Linked DNA regions of Sus scrofa: region 2 is linked to region 1. Evidence: chromatin contacts called from public HiChIP or PLAC-seq data. All regions are on one chromosome and are shown on one strand. The core of a region is the stretch at or near the end of the contact, and the rest is flanking DNA. Distances in the headings are between cores, read along the strand shown.

The links. HiChIP or PLAC-seq counts read pairs in DNA pulled down with a chosen protein or histone mark.
Region 2: an H3K27ac HiChIP or PLAC-seq map of alveolar macrophages shows a contact between it and region 1. The contact joins two enhancer-like sites. A contact is called at or near these places in 4 of 5 promoter capture datasets (fetal liver, fetal skeletal muscle and liver), 5 of 47 Hi-C or Micro-C datasets (liver, skeletal muscle and subcutaneous adipose tissue) and 2 of 2 datasets of contacts at active chromatin or transcription factors (alveolar macrophages and skeletal muscle).

What each region holds. Positions count from the first base shown.
Region 1 is chr13:125,418,317-125,421,189 of Sscrofa11.1, forward strand. All of the region lies in intron 3 of LOC106508008 (a long non-coding RNA gene), which reads left to right. Among named protein-coding and RNA genes, the nearest start is that of BCL6, 30 kb to the left of the region's middle. Within about 2 kb of position 1,370, at least 2 of the 83 cell types and tissues checked have an H3K27ac peak or open chromatin away from gene starts, as enhancers often do. A contact at or near this core is called in alveolar macrophages, where this site is marked.
Region 2 is chr13:125,664,402-125,667,162 of Sscrofa11.1, forward strand. No RefSeq gene overlaps it. Among named protein-coding and RNA genes, the nearest start is that of LPP, 120 kb to the right of the region's middle. Within about 2 kb of position 1,495, at least 2 of the 83 cell types and tissues checked have an H3K27ac peak or open chromatin away from gene starts, as enhancers often do. A contact at or near this core is called in alveolar macrophages, where this site is marked.

The DNA of each region.
Region 1 (2,873 bases), core at 120-2,619:
AGTTCTCTAACATGCTTCTCCTTGTGACCCTGAGAAATATGCTGTGATTATTATTCCAATTAGAAAGATGAGGAGACTGGGACCCGGGATGGAAAGGCACCAGCTGGGCTAGTGAGCTGCAGCATGAAGTTCAAGATGCAGTCGTTTAACTTCAGAGTGGTGCCTTTTCCCATGCTGTGGTGTTAATAAATACATTCATTGCTCCCTGTTCTGAGCAAGACCCTGAGCAAGCCCTTCCGCATATGCCCTAATGCCATCCTTGCAATGGCCCTGAGAGGTAAGTGTTGTTGCATTTCAAAAGCAGAAACGTTTTAATTCTGCCCCTACTTTTCTTTTTTCTTCTTTCTTTTTTACATAATGATTTTTTTTATTATAGCTGGTTTACAGTGCTTTGTCAGTTTTCTACTGTACAGCATGAGTGACCCAGTTACACATACATGTATAGATTCTTTTTTCTCACATTATCATGCTCCATCATAAATGACTAGATACAGTTCCCAGTGCTACACAGCAGGGTCTCACTGCTTGTCCATTCCAAAGGCAATAGTCTGCATCTATTAATCCTAAACTCCTAATCCATCCCACTCCCTCCCCCTCCCCCTTGGCAACCAGGAGTCTATTCTCCAAGTCCATGATTTTCTTTTCTGTGGAAAGGTTCATTTGTGCCATATATTAGATTCCAGATAAAAGTGATGTCATATGGTATTTGTCTTTCTCTTTCTGATTTGCTTCACTTAGTATGAGAGTCTCTAGTTCCATCCATGAAATCTTTCCAAATCTTTTCTTTTTTTCCCAAATATTTTATTGTGAAAATGTAAAAATATAAAGAATATTTAAACAAAATTCATATCTACCATTAGATTCTACTACTAATATTAGTTTTCTTTTTGAGGATACTGATGATTCCCTATGAGGCATGCTGGTTTAGGGGTTCATGCTTTACCCACTCTTTTGGCCCTTGGGAACCCCTGAGCCTGGAGTGTTACCTGCACATGAGCATATGCAGCTTTTCTAAAAATGGAAAATCCAAATTCATCTCTTTGCAAAAATCTTCCAGTTCCTCCTGCATTTGGCCAACCTCTCCTGTGTGGTGAAAGTCACCATTTAAATATGAAACCCAGCTCAGTTTCCAAAAATTTAATTGCATTATTAAGAATTAGTTGAAACTGGGCTTTGTCAATCTCTGAGGGGCAAGGCTGGGACTGAAGCTGACCAAACCATCAAGGCTGGCCAGAAATTCATTGCAATTGCTGAAATACTTAATGTAATCTGGGGCTGTGTTGGTTGGCGACACCACCTCCAGTACAGTGAGTACCCGCTGGGTAGGGCATAGTTCTAGGCTCTCTGGGGGAAATACAAATTAGTGGCTAGAGAGAAAGACTGGCTTTACCACGGATCCAGTGACAAGTATGTCAAAGGCCAAAGAAAGATGATCAGGCAAGAGCTGGTAAAAATTCATAGCCAGCCCCACAGCCGCAGGCAGCAAGAGCTGGATTCCCAACATCAGCTTTCTTTGCACTTGTTCAGTCCAGGAGTCAGGTAGGAAAGATCCTGTGTTCAGCCCTGTTGCCTTCCAGATTTGATTAAGGCTCTTAGGAGAGTCATGACCTCAGCCTGGAATGGCAACACAGGAAAAAGACAACAAAAAAGAAAGAGAAGATGACTAAAGCATTTAGTGCAAGAGGAGGGGCGATGGATGGAGTGAAAACTGGGAAGTTTCCACTTGATTTTCAAGGCCACGGGTATAATGAAAGGCCTCATTTTCTTGTGCTATTGTTAAGCCTTTCAAAAGAGTCTCCTCTGCAAGCCTGCCCCCAAACCATAGGTCTAGGATGATTTCTCTCCATGCCTTTTGGCTTGGTTTGCTGATTTATAAAGGGGGAAAGCAACTGCTACCTTACAGGTATTCTTTTGAGGATTAAATGTGGTAAAGCTCAGTAAATGGCTCATTAACATAAATGTATAGAAAATAGACTGTTTGATATCCTATCCAGCTAGCCCAGCCATCTGGTAAAAAGTAGGACCAGACAGTTAGACTCATGTAACAGAAATTTGGAAATCATCTGATCCAACACCTGAATGTGGTAGATGAGAAGGGAGAAAGCAGCAAGTGCTTCCGACCAAGGGTGCAGAGAAAGACAGAGGCTGAGGAGGGCTTTGTGGGTGTGGGGAGGAATGAGAGACAGAGCTTTGCTGAACCCCTTGTGATATAATCTAAACTCATAATGAAGAGAGACATAGGCAGAGTCTGCATTTCAGAAGTCGAGGCTCAGAGTTTCCAAATGGAAGTAGTCTCCCTCAGATCCAAGAGCTAAAAAGCAGATGAGGGAGATTTAAACCCTGGCTGAGTTCAGAGCCCATGCTCTTGACCTTACACCATCTCACCAGGTTTTCTGCTTCCTTGCAAAGACCCATTTTTCAAGGTTTCCGTAGCACCTTCAGAAAAGAGGGGTGGCTTGGGAAGGGGGTTGTTTTTATGTTTTTTAAAGTCTGTGAATCCCTGTGGAACCCTTCTTTACACAGCTCAGTTTTACAATCTAAGATGTCTAAGTCCACAGGCTGCCCCAGGCCTCTTTCATCCCTAACATTCTCGGTGTTTCACACCAAAAAGAAAATGGTCCTCCTTTGCCTCCAAATCCAAGTAGTCCTTACCTACAAAAATGGCTTCTTTAAAATCATCTGCCTATGTTATTTATGGTTATCTGAGGCCCGTGCAAAGAGACTCACCTTCCATTTCCTTCCCCCAGGACCTAGTAGGTGCTAAATACACTTTCTAGTACATTTTTCTTTTCTTTCTTTCTTTTTTTTTTTTTAAGAGATGCACCTGAGGCATGCAGGCTAGGGGTCGAATGGGAGCTGCGGCCACCAGCGTA
Region 2 (2,761 bases), core at 245-2,744, 250 kb after region 1:
GCAGGACTACCAATATGCCTTGGTAAACAAGGGCAATTCTCACCTCATCTAGGAAGCTGTTTAAATTTTCCAGAGGTTTGCCACAAGTTAGAGGAAGGCCAGGTTAGGCAGCATAAGAAGGCTTCAAAGTTTTGTTTTGTTTGTTTGTTTGTTTGTTGTTTTTTGTTTTTTTCAAAGTTTTGTTTTGACATCTTATATTTTATAATCCTGTGGGACTTTGAAGAAGTGGTAGGGTCCAGAAGGTGTTTGAATATACCTGTCTAGGTCTGAGAAAAGGTAACAATTCAGGCCTCATCAGCATACAAATGATAATAGAAGTGAGAGTGTTTATAAGGTTTCCCAGACAAGTTAGAAAGTGAGAAGAGAAATGCACTAAAGACAGATACTTAAGGAACACCATTATTTTATAAGCATGGGGAAAAGTGCCCACAAATGAGAGCAGGAAGCTATAATCAAAAAGAAAGGAAAAATGAAGGAAGGAAGGAAGAAGAAAAAGGAAAGAAAGAAAGAGAGAGAGAGAGAGAGAAAGAGAGAGAGAGAGAGAGAGGAAGGATAGAAGAGAGAGAGAAGGAAGGAAGCCTGGGATTTGAAAGTTTCAAAGAGGAAGGAAGCAGAGAAACTGTAGAGTGATATGTAAGTCTAAAAAAATAAAGGCTGAAAAGTGTTCATGGATTTTGGTAATTAGGAAGTCCTTTTTGATCATTTGGGGTTTTCTGGCCACACCCATGGCATGTGGAAATTTCTGGGCCAGGGATCAAACCCACCCAGTATCGCCCCAAGTCACTGCAGTGACAAAGCCAGATACTTAACCTCCTGCACCATGAGGGAACTCCTAGAAAGCCCTTTGTGATTTTAATGAAAGCAGTTTCCCTATGATTGTTACAAATCAGTATTAAGCCAAAACAGAGGACAGGCGTTTCCAAAACGTGAATAAAAATGGAAGAAGAAAGATAAGGCAGCAGCTTGGGGATATAGCATCCATGAGGTAAGTTTGTTTTGTTCTCTGTTATTAAGAAAGAAGTTTGAGTATGTTTATCAGCTAAAGGAAAGAAATCAATAGAAAAAATATGGAAGATATAAGAGAAAGAGGGACTCTAGCAATACATAAAAAGGATTATACACCATCACCAAGGGATATTTATCCCAAGGATTGACAGTTGGCTCAACATATGAAAATCAAAGCATCCTATTAATAGAATAAAAAGCAAAAAATGACCATCTCAGCATACACAGAAAAAGTATTTAACAAAATCCAACACCTTGTCACGATTTTTTTTTTAAAAAAAGGAAAACACTCAACAAGTTAGAAATAGAAGGAATCTTCCTCAGTCTGATAAAGGACATCTATGAAAACCCTAGCTAACATTAAACTTACTGGTCAAAGACTGAAAGCTGTCTTCCTAAGATGTTTAACAAGACAAGAACATCCAGTCAGTACATGTGGTCAGTATTGCACTAGAGATTTTAGCCAGGGCAATTAGGCAAGAAAAAAAAAAAAAAAATACACTCCCAGATTGAGAAGGAAGAAGTAAAACTACTTCTAACTGCACATGACATAATCTTGTATATAAGAAAACCTATGTAATCCACAAAAAATAATTTTATTTATTTATTTATTGCTTTTATGGCCTCAGCCATGACATATGGAAGTTCCTGGGCCAGGGATTGAATCCACACTGCAGCTGCAACCTGTGCCACAGCTGTGGCCACACTGGATCTTTAACCCACTGCACCAGGCCAAGGATCAAACCCACATCTCCACAGCTGCCCAAGCCACTGTAGTTGGATTCCTAACCTGCACTGTAGCAGGAACTCCCACCAAAATACTTTTAAAACTAATAACAAGTTCAGTAAAGTTGCAGGATACAAAATCTATATATAAAAACCAATTATATTTTTAGACACTAGTAATGAAAAATCTAAAAATGAAATTAGGAAAATAACCCCATTTAGAATAATATTAAAAAGAATAAAATCCTTAGGAATAAATTTAACAAAAGGAATACAAAATTTGTTTTCTTTATCGAAAACTAAAACACATTGTTAAAAGAAACTAAAGATCTAAATAAATGGTAATACATCCCATGTTCATGAATCAAAGATGGAATATTGTGTCAACACTCCCCCGAATAATCTAGAGATATAGTGCAATCTCTTGTCAAAATCCTAGCTGTTTTTTGTAGAAATTGGCGGTTGATCATAGTAATCAGATGGAAACACAAGGGACTCAGAATTGCCAAATGATCTTGAACAACAGCAAAGTTGGAGAACTCACAGGTCTCGATTTCAAAATTTACTACTAAGCTATAGTAATCAAGATAGTGATCACATTGCTAATCCATTCCAAAGGCAATAGTCTGCATCTATTAAACCCAAGCACCCCATCCATCCCGCTCCCTCCCCCTCCCCCTTGGCAGTCACAAGTCTATTCTCCAAGTCCATGATTTTCTTTTCTGTGGAAAGGTTCATTTGTGCTATACATTAGATTCCAGATGTAAGTGATATCATATGGTATTTGTCTTTCTGTTTCTGACTTACTTCACTCAGTGTCAGAGTGTCTAGTTCCATCCATGTTGCTGCAAAAGGCATTATTTTGGCTGTGTAGCACTGGAACTATGTCTGGTCACTTATGATGGAGCATTTATAATGTGAGAAAAAAGTACATGTACATGTAAGTGAAACTGGGTCACCATGCTGTACGATAGAAAATTGACAGAACACTGTAAACCAGCTATAATGGAAAAAAAATTAAAATCATTAT